Regions from separate parts of the Macaca mulatta genome. Here regions 2 and 3 are each linked to region 1. The links are chromatin contacts, called in public Hi-C maps. All regions are on one chromosome and are shown on one strand. The core of a region is the stretch at or near the end of the contact, and the rest is flanking DNA. Distances in the headings are between cores, read along the strand shown.

What was found. A called contact is a pair of places that touch in the nucleus more often than the background predicts.
Region 2: a contact with region 1 is called in a Hi-C map of fetal cortex germinal zone, with 3 times the contacts expected there. The contact joins the promoter of RAD51D here to the enhancer-like site in region 1. A contact is called at or near these places in 7 of 14 Hi-C or Micro-C datasets (CD4 T cells, blood, fetal cortex germinal zone and 3 more).
Region 3: a contact with region 1 is called in a Hi-C map of fetal cortex germinal zone, with 5 times the contacts expected there. The contact joins the promoter of LIG3 here to the enhancer-like site in region 1. A contact is called at or near these places in 3 of 14 Hi-C or Micro-C datasets (fetal cortex germinal zone, fetal cortical plate and liver).

The regions. Positions count from the first base shown.
Region 1 is chr16:43,938,994-43,942,456 of T2T-MMU8v2.0, forward strand. No RefSeq gene overlaps it. Among named protein-coding and RNA genes, the nearest start is that of CCL1, 60 kb to the left of the region's middle. Within about 2 kb of position 1,733, at least 3 of the 40 cell types and tissues checked have an H3K27ac peak or open chromatin away from gene starts, as enhancers often do. A contact at or near this core is called in fetal cortex germinal zone, where this site is marked.
Region 2 is chr16:44,640,421-44,643,883 of T2T-MMU8v2.0, forward strand. It overlaps RAD51D (RAD51 paralog D), which reads right to left and starts at 1,532. Exons shown (of 10, transcript XM_077970796.1): 1 at 651-1,532; 2 at 228-289. The coding sequence starts at 1,023. FNDC8 (fibronectin type III domain containing 8) reads left to right here and starts at 2,985. Exons shown (of 4, transcript NM_001194617.2): 1 at 2,985-3,307. The coding sequence starts at 3,099.
Region 3 is chr16:44,500,553-44,504,015 of T2T-MMU8v2.0, forward strand. It overlaps LIG3 (DNA ligase 3), which reads left to right and starts at 1,534. Exons shown (of 20, transcript NM_001265970.1): 1 at 1,534-1,635. CCT6B (chaperonin containing TCP1 subunit 6B) reads right to left here and starts at 1,464. Exons shown (of 12, transcript XM_015119058.3): 1 at 1,376-1,464. The coding sequence starts at 1,423.

The DNA of each region.
Region 1 (3,463 bases), core at 483-2,982:
ACTCTGGAATCAAACTGCCTAGGGTTCAGACTCTAGCTCCATCCTTTGCTGTGTGACCCTGGACAGGTTTCTAGACCTCTCTGAACTTCTATTTTCTTCTATGTGAGTTGTGGGTAATAAAACTGTCTAGCTTATAGAGTTCAGTGAGGATTAAATGAAATCATGCATGTAAAGTGCTTAACACAAGAGCCAGCACTCAACACACATTATTATGGTCAATATTGTTGTTTTTAGTATTATCCAAAGTGAAGCAGCCCAGATTTTCAGATTCCCTTTGGCCCAAAGCTCAGTGCAGATGCCTTCACACGTTGAGGGAGAGCTGACACACACAGTTACTCCGGTCATGTCTCCCCGGAACTCACAGACCCCACATAACTAGAACTGCACATGCAGTAAGGTGGGGGACAGCTTCGACACTCCAGCCCCTGCACTGAGGTGGAAAGTTACACAGTGGAGTGAGGCCAGCACTGGATCCAGAGCCTGGCACAAAGGCCAGGTTCCTGGGAGGGCCTGAATAGCACCTCTTGGCCTTGGGGAGCCGGGGCTAGATGCTGCTGACCAACTGCAAATGCAACCTCTTTACCTGGAGTCACACAGCCCTTCAGGAAATCAGAGGTGCTGGGCCTCAGAAGATGCTGGCCCTCGCTTTGGGACTAGATGACACTCGGGAAGAAAACAGAGAGAAACTGACTTCCTGACGGGCATGGAGGCCGCCTCCTGCCACCTCCTGTCCACCCCCAGGGTGGCCTGCTCTGACTCCGCCCCTCCTTCAGGAAGAGCAGAGGTGACCACTTATTGGGGTGAGAAGGTGCAGGGCGGGCAGCCAGGTAGAGCAAAAAGAGCCTCAGACAGCGAGTAAGAGCCGAGACAGAAGGATGGCGGGTCAGAGAGTGTGAGAGGGAGAGGAGGAGAGGAGGAGGAAGCAGCCCACGCCCAGCCCCAGCCTAGCATGCAACACCGCTCCTGCAGCCTGCCCACTTCTCTCCTCTGCTCCTGAGAACGCCTGCCATTCGCTATTGGGCCCTCCTCTCCCTCTAGTCCAGGTGGTTCCCTCATGCTGTTCCCTTGACAGGAACCCCTTTCCTCAAAAATCCTCTTTTACTGACTTGTCTAATTCCCGCTTGTCTCTTGGATTTGGCCTGACATCACGCTCTGGAGAGCCTCCCTGGGTGCTGCCTCCCCCGGTCTGGTTGGGGGTCTTGTGGGTGACGCCAGCAAGCCGTACACCAGACAACCCCTGCCCTGCCCCCATAACAGTGTTTCCTGAGGACCAGAACCACCTCTTTATGGGGCACCTCCTCACTCTAGACCGAGAAGAAGAAATGTGCTCTCTCCCCGCCTCATCCCAGCACCTCCCAGAGCCCGGCGCTCCCAGCTACTAATGGAAGTTCCCAGAAGGGAACCCTCGCCGGATGCCACTCATCTGGCTTCTCCGTAGCACCTGAGCCTAAGCCCTTCCTACACCACAGGCCACATTCCCTCTGTTCACTCTGCTGCTCGTCCCACCAAGCCCCCAAACCCAAAGCTGCAACCCCTCAAACTCTACACAAGTGAACTAATGGAGGGGGGGTCCCAAGGTTGGGGAAGAAGTGACCTGAGATGCAAGGAGAGGGGCCTGAGACCCAGGGAGGCCCCAGGGAGCAGCTGGGAACATCTGGGTGAGAGAAAGAGGTGGGGGAGGAGGAGAGGGGCAGGAGCACAGAGGGACCGCCAGCTGAAAGAGCCGATCCGAAGAGCTGCAGCCAGCAGGGCCTGGAGACATCAGACCTGGCAGCTAAAATGCCCCATGAATATTTAACAGCCGTCAATATTTAATTAGTGCAGACAGATTAACTCTGAAATCACACACACTTGGGCTGGGCTCCCCCACTCCTGGAGGGGGAGTCAGAAAGAGAGGGGTGGGCGGAGGGAGAGGCTCTGCTCATCACCGTACGGCCCCTAGCCTGCTCACCTTCCCCTCCCTACAACCCCAGCCACCTCCCCCTGCAAAGAGCGGGCGACACTCACAAGTCAGAGGGGCAGCGACACCCTGAGAAGCCAAGGGGAAGGTCTGCATCTCCAGAGGTTTTGGGTACAGTGGGGTGAGGACAGTGCCAGGCAGAGGGGCCAGGTCAGCAGCTGGGGCAGGAGAAGGCCCTTTCCACCGCAGCTCCACCAGCTCTGCCGAGGGTGCGCTCCACGTCAGCAGCACCGCACAGAGCCTGCCAGACCCCAGCCTGACTTGCAGGAGCAGGTGTCTTGGTGTAATTACTTCTGTGCCTGTGCCATGCCTGGATTATGCTGTTGATCGCATCAGCAGTGGGACCAAGAGTCTTTTTATTCTCTTCTTGTTTCTTTGAGTTTTATCACATCTTCTGCCGCTTTTTTATTTAATGGAGTATCCCTGGACTTCATCATCTGGTCATAAATTGCCACAGTTGATGCCTTTTCTAAAAAAAATAAAAAACATTTGGCCCAGGACTTGTAAAATGTCCGAGCCAGGCCTGGACTCTGCCCGCCTCTCCATGCTGGAGTTTACATTCCAACACAAAGAGGGTCTTAGGTTCCAGAAACAACCCAGCTTGCTTTACGACCTTGTGCCCTTGCACATCCTGTGCATTCTGCCTTGAGCACCCTGCCCCTTCCTCCTCCTTCAAGACTTGACTCAGAGTCCTTTTTCCTCCAGGATACTTTCACTGACGTCCTATCTCATAACAATTTGTTTGCTTTCCTGACCCCCCCAGGATGAGCACCTCAAAGAGAGAAATCAAAACCTGTAAATACATCCTGCCTAACCTTGAAATGGGCATCTAGAGGGTGCTCAGTGATCTTCTTTTAACTTTAATGAATTAAAGTAAAAAGAGATTTCACATAGGGACTGGAGAACTGTCAAAGCACGTTGTGTAGATGGCTTATGTATCCGTTAGCTATGGCTGTGTAACAGTCACAAAAGTCTCAGTGGTGTAGGTAAATTAGCCTTCATTCTCAAATGTATTCAAGTCTGTTATGGCTTGGGTGATCTCAGTTCAGCCAGGCAATTCTGCTTCAAGCCACGGCCCTGCTTCTCACTGCAAGATGGAGGGTTGACTGGAAGAGCTTGCTCCAAGCATCTGTCACCCACCCTGGGCTGGCGGGCTAGCTGGGGTATGCTCATTTTATGGCAGTGGGAGAGGTACAATAGGAGATGCCCAAACACATAAAAACTTCTGTCATATTACTAACATCTCCTTTACCAAAGCAACTCACATGGTCAAGCACAAAGTCAGGAAGCAAGGAAGTAAACTGGACATGAGAAGACATCATGAAAAGGGTTAGGGGAGGGGGTATAAAGAAATGGGCCAGTATTTTAATGGATCACAGGTAGGTTCCTGTCACCCCACGCACAAGATCCCAGAATGACAGGACCCCAGCGGGACAGGAAAGAGAGGAATGAATGGTTTCACACCTGTAGTCTCACGAGCTTCTCCTTCCCATCTCCTCCCCA
Region 2 (3,463 bases), core at 282-2,781, 700 kb after region 1:
GGCGCCCGCCACCACACCCAGCTAATTTTTGTATTTTTAGTAGAGACGGGGTTTCACCATGTTGGCCAGGATGGTCTGAAGCTTCTGACTTCTGACTTCCAGTGGCCCGCCCGCCTCGGCCTCCCAAAATGCTGGGATTACAGGCGTGAGCCACCGCGCCCAGCTGGCTTGCGATGGACTTTTAAAGACACTCAGGTTTGGAGTGTGGAGATAGATACGGAGCTCACCTTGTAAGACAAGCCGCATTTCTGAGCTACCTCCTCCAGGTCTGCAGAAACCAGGTCCACCACTGAAAACAAAACACGTATAGCGGATTGGCAGAGAGGCCGGGGCCCTCCCACACTTGGTTCTTCCTCATCTGTCAAATGGGGTGTCAATTCTACCTCTCAGCAGGCCTTCTCAGGAGGCCACTGTGAAATCACAAAGCTGCCAAGAGCCGGCGCGGTGCCCTGCACACAATAGGAATCCTCCACCCTGCTTTAGAGCTTGGCTCCCCACGCCCACCATTCCTGAGCCTCTCCAGAAGCGTGGCCCTCTAGGAATGGAGGAGAAGCTCCCTGCAAATATGCCAGGGCAGGGTGCCAGCCCTCGGGGCCTGCCCAGGCTGTGCGCGGCCCGCGCGGCTCTCTGGCACGCGCACACCCGGTCACCTGTCTTGATCCTGCGGCTCCTGAGAAGTTGGATCATCTCCTGGGTGAGGCCAGGGCACAGTCCGACTCTGAGTACGCCCATGTTCCCTGCAGGCTGGAAGAGCCCCAAGGAGGACTGCCAGTCACGTGGGCATTCGCGGGGTCCTCTCCAGACGCCCCTCTTCCACCCCTTCCTAGAGGGGACACAGGCGCGCTGGCTGCAGGAGGAGGAAGGAGGGAGGAGGAGGCGGCACCAAGGGTAGGGCTGGGGGTTATCGGCCCTCCCGGGATCCGCCGGGATTCCCGCTTCCAGAGCCCGCCAGCCCGGTCGCGCCGCGCTGCCGCTTCCGGGTTCCAGGCTGGCGCCCGGCGAGGACCTGGCCTGCAGCGCCATCTGCGGGCCGCGTGGGGCAGAGCCGCTGCGCCCCCTACACCCAGCCCGCGGCGCGCCACTCTCCACCGCCCACGACCCGCTCTGCGCTCAACACGCCACCCACGGCCGCATCCGGCCTCTACTTTCTAACGCAGCACACACACCGGCCTTCTAAAGAGCCTTCTGTTCCAAACGCTGGGGACAAAATGCGACCCAAGACGACCCGCCTTTACCCCCAGGGAGCTTACCTGTGAGCGAGGGACAGACAATGAAAAGGAATCACAGAAATCACATCATTACAGATTATACGACAGGTGCCAAGAAGCAGCAAAGCACCCAGGGACACCTGCGTCTGTTTTTCAAAAGTTTGTTTTGTTTTGGTTGATACAGGGTCTTGGTCGGCCGCCCAGGCTGGAGTGCCCTGGTGAGATCTCAGTTCATTGCAGCCTCGACCTCCTGGGTTCAAGCGATCCTCTTGTCTCAGCCTCCTGAGTAGCTGGGACTACAGTCAGGCGCCACATTGCCCAGCTAATTTTTGTATTTTTTTTGTAGAGGTTTCACCTCCACAAAATGGGGTTTCACCGTGTTGCCCAGGCAGGTCTCGAACTCCTGGGCTCAAACAGTCCTCCTGCGTTCGTCTCCGAAAGTGCAGGGATTACAGGTGTAAGCCACCGTGCCTGGCCTTTATTTATTATTTTTTTTTTTTTTTAAGGCAGAAAACCTTAGTTATATAGAACACACACAAAAATACATAATTTGGCTTTTTTTTTTTTTTTTTTTTTTTTTTTTTTTTTTTTTGAGACGGAGTCTCGCTCTGTCGCCTAGGCTGGAGTGCAGTGGCCGGATCTCAGCTCACTGCAAGCTCCGTCTCCCGGGTTTACGCCATTCTCCTGCCTCAGCCTCCCGAGTAGTTGGGACTACAGGCGCCCCACCTCAAGCGGCTAGTTTTTTGTATTTTTTTAGTGGAGACGGGGTTTCACCATGTTAGCCAGGATGGTCTCCATCTCCTGACCTCGTGATCCGCCCGTCTTGGCCTCCCAAAGTGCTGGGATTACAGGCTTGAGCCACCGCGCCCGGCATAATTTGGCATTTTTAAATGTTCTTTGCCTCATCCACAGGAAGAAATAAAACTGTACATGGTTATCTCATCACAAACCTGTGAGGGAGGCGCTATTTTTTATCCCTGTTTCACCAATGAAGAAACTGAGGTTCGGTGAGGTTAAGTCACTTGCCCAAGGTCACCCAGCTAGGCAGCACAGGGCTGGACTTCACATCCACCTCTGACTGCAGAGCCAGTGCTTTCTAACAGCTCCCCTCCCCACCCATGAAGCTGTGTACATGTTTTCCTACTGTAAGGTGGTTTCTCTGAGAGCAGAGATCAGGTGTGGCCTATCTCTGTATTCTGCTGCAACAACCACCATTGTCCCTCCACACAGGAAGGTATTGGGAGTGTCGGTGTAGCACATTTAGAATTCTAGCAGTGAAGTCTGATCATATGTGAGCCATGAACCCCTATAAACCGTCTGGGCTTTCCCTTTCCCCAACCTACTGGGCACAGTGGAATCTGCCGCCTGTGGTTTCAGGATAGAGAGCCTTGGCATCTACGGACAAAGTTTCCCTCCCCAACAGACACTTTCTAATACTGCCTATCTCTCAGGGCCACACCGCCATCCTCTACATGCCCGTCTGTCACCATCCTTCTTCTCCTTCGCAGGGCAGTGCTGAAGGGCACAGGTGTCAGGCATTTTGAGATCTTCAGAGAAGGGCAGGGCTGCTCTCACCATGGAGTATTAGAGCTGGAAGGGGCCCAAGGGCTCATGCAGTCTGTTCCTTGGTTTTACCCCTCTCATGATGCTGCTTCTCAGTCACACTGGCCCTTGGTCTGGCCAGCCACATAGCTAGCGGGACAGCAGTGGCCTCAAATCAAGGGGGGAGGCTGGCCCATAATTGTTACACTCTGTGATGATTATGAAGTCAGCTCGTTGCACCCGCATCCTGCCCAGACTAAAGGTGGGCCATTGCCACCACAGTTTCTCTCTGCTTCTGGTCAGCTGGGTTGTCCTGCACAGTGACGGCTGTCATCCCAAACAAACCAGATGGCATCAGAGGCACTCCATCAAGTGGGAGATGGGGAGGAGGCTGTACTGAAGAAAGAAAACTTCAACATGATGAATGCCCTCGACCAACTGCCAAAACCCTTTCCAAACCCCAAGTCTATGAACCGGACCGTCACTACCAAAGGACTCCCACTTTCCTCAAAGGGCAATTTGGTCAACTTCTTGGAGGATGATACCATCAACCTACCGTAAGACACAAATCTGGTCCTTTCCTCTCTCTCTCTCTCTCTCTTTCTTTTTCTTTTCTTCTTTTTTTTTTACAGGGTCTTTGTCACCCAGGCTGGAGTGCAGCAGTGCAATCTCAGCTCACTGCAGCCTTGACTTCTTGAGCTCAAGTGATCCTC
Region 3 (3,463 bases), core at 284-2,783, 560 kb after region 1:
CCAGCAACATTGTCCCTTATTATCAAGTATTATATACTGTACATAATTGTGTGTATTATGCTTTTATACAACTGGCAATGCAGTAGGTTCATTTCCACCAGCATCTCCACAAACACATGAGTAATGTGCTGTCACTATATGACAGGGATTTTTCAGTTCCATTATAATCTTATGGGACCACCCTATTATATTTGGTCCATTGTCGGCCTAAATGTCATTATGTGGTACATATTATTAATGAGATATTTTACTTTTTTTAGTATGAATTTTTTGGTTTGTATTTTCTTCACTTATAGCACATCTCAATTCCATGCAACATTCAAGTGCTCAATAGTCACCTGTGGCTGTGATTACAGCACTGGAAAAAGACAGATACCATTGAGGAAACTTAAAAAAAATGTAGCAAATGTAGAGATGTGCTCAAGATCACTCAATTATCATAGCTAGGACGTAAGTCTCCAGTGACCTTCCAATTCCAAAGCCCTGGTTCATTCTGCTGCGCATTAAAAACAGGTTTTACTCCCCTCCGAACATTAGAATCGCAGTTAAACTTACTCAACCAAACTTAATGTATCCAATACAAAACTCATCCTTCTGCCCCTAACACCTCCTCTGCCTCTCTATTTTCTATTTCAGTTGATGGTACCCTTATCTTTCTGCTCACTCAGATTATTATTATTTTATCCATAAATGAGCACTTTATTTAGATCATTTAAATTCTAAATGATCTTCAAAACCACACTTTACTCTCCACCCCAACTAGCTGAATTTCATCTCCCACATGGGTCACTATGAGAACCTTCTGATTTGTTCCCTTGCCTCAGTCTCTCCCCACCCAGCTTCAACAGTATTCCCTAAGACTCTTCATGGCTCTCCACCCTCTACAGAGTAAAGACGAAACTCTTCATCACACAGCACAGAATTCTCTCGGGAATCTGTTCCTTGCTTACCTAACAAGGCCCAAATGTTTGCTGTTCCTAGACTCTGAAGAGGTCCTTTACCCTCAGGCTGCTACACTTGTAAAAATCGCCATCCCCAACTCTCATGGAGCTGGCTTCAGATTTAAGATAATACACTTTGAACGATATACAATCAAGGAGTTTCTCCTCCATCACTCCTTTACATTTTATATCTACCTGCTATTTAGTGCCTCGTCTCAATTCCATGAAAGTTACTGACTACTATTTACTAGGCAGTCTGCAGGACACAAAGAGAGGGATTATATTTAAAAAATAGATTGACGCAATCTTTGCCTTCCCCGACCTCATTACAGTATCTTTAAAAACTAGATCCTCTCTAACAGTATGAGAAAATCAAGGGGATCCTCGGAAGTTCAGGCCAGGCTGCGTTCCGAGGAGCCACCACGTCCCCTCACCTCCGCTTCCCGGGCGGCGATTGCAGGTTGAAAACTACTTCCAAACATCACAGGGCAGGCAGACTGTGACTATGACCCACGTGGCAGACGGGGGCGGGGACAGGTAGCGCGGCCGCGGCCTCGGTTCTTGCGCCTGCGTGCTGCCTCCAGCTCAAGGACCCGGATTTAAAGAGACAGGAACTCCAACCGTCGTGGGCTGCCGGCGGCCTGTAGTGAGCTAGTCCCGAGGCCTGCGGTGAGCGCCGGAGCTGGAGAGGCAGGTGAGGAGCGGCGCGGCGGGGCCCGGCATGGGGAAGGCAGCGGGCCGGGGCGGGGAGCTCGGCGCGGCCGAGGAGCCAACCCCCCGGCTCCTCCCCCGCCCGCCTGCAGAGCCCCGGGGCACACCCTCCGTGACGTGGCGGCCCTCCCGGGAGCCCATGGGGAGGCTCGCGGCTCCCCGGGACCCCCACGGTGCCGCGTGAGGCGGGGAAGCCGGCGCCTGGCTGTGCGCCCTGGGGAACCCACGGGGCCTTCTCGTATCCCGGCCCGGCGTGCGTCCTCCTGCGCTGAAGCGGGCGCGCTCGGGTGGGGCTCTGGGAGCCTTGATCACTTCCCGCCTGCGTCCCGGACCCGGTGGAGGAGCGATCTTTTCTACCTCGCCGGGGGTCGCGGCCTACTCCGCCCGCCCCACTGTCCCCGCCATTCTCCGAGAGCGGCGCGGGAAGCCCTTCGAGAAAAGCGGCGGCGGCCAGGCCTCAGCGATTTCCCTCTCTGGCCCCTGGGCTGCGGCCGTTGTGAGGGTGCGGAACGAGGGACAGACGGGTTTCCTCAAAGCTGCATTGTGCCTCCTCGTGGCCCAGCGCCTCCCGAGCCTCCCTCAAGTCCACTCCTTTCATAATTGGGGCCCTAGAGGTTGCTCTGCAAATTGATCTTCCAGGGAAAGTGTTGAAACTCACTTGTTCTGACCTCCTTTTATGGGTCTGCCGTACTTCCACCCACCTCACCTCTGTGGTTCTTAAACTTTGAGCGTTATATAGCCCTTTGTGAATGTCACGAAAGTGATAGACCTCCAAAAATCCGTGCATTTTCGAATGTGCATTTTGTATACATTTTTAGAGAGTTCAGAACCGCCTCCCTCCCCCACAACCAGCGCATTCATGGATTCCTTGTAATTTTCCCAACTACCCTGTGATGTAGGTATTTTTTACCCTATTTTAGAAATAAGAAAACAGATGCAGATAAATTAAGTTTTCTCCGAGGTAACAGTCGGTAAACTGTACCGTCAGACTTGCACTCCCATCCCTTATTCCAGGTCCACCAGCTTTCCTTCACACCATGTTGCACTACAGTAAGCAAAGCCTGCTTTTTAACATGATAGCAATTTTGCTTCACAGCTTCTTCAGACAACATAATTCCAGTATACTTAAAACTAGGACTATAAAATGCTTTAGAAAACATGAATATAAGAAGATGCTGATATAATCTGTTTCCATTTGGATTGATTTATGAGTTCCTGTGAGTCTTGCTGCCCAGTTACTTCAGCACTCTCTGATTCAAGTTGCTGAATTATAAACAGGTTAATTGCACATCGGGAGCCTCTTCTTGAAACATAACGACTTCACCGATCATGATAGGAGCTGACGTTAATCAGTGAGAGCTCTTGCTGTGTGCCCAGCTGTTTTAAGGGTTTTACTCTTAGAATAGCTATTTGAGTTAGGTCCCATAATTAGTCACATTTTACAGATGGGGAAGCTCAGAAACAGAGGTAAGTAACCCATCAAAGTTATACAGCTGGTACGTGGCGGAGTTAGGATTTGAACTCAGGCAGTCTGATTCCAGGCTCTGCTTAGTTGTCTCTCAATGTAGGGATTCTAACTCAATTCCAAATCTGTATAGTGGCTTGATTTCTGAGGATGGTGTATGTGTTAAACTTCACAATAAAAACTTTATGAACATAATGTAATTTTTACTGGTGATTAAAAAGAAACTTCAGGACCGGGCGCAGTGGCTCATGCCTGTAATCCCAGCACTTTGGGAGGCCAAGGCAGGCGGATCACCTGAGATCAGGAGTTGTAGACCAGCCTGACCAACATGGAGAAACCCCGTCTC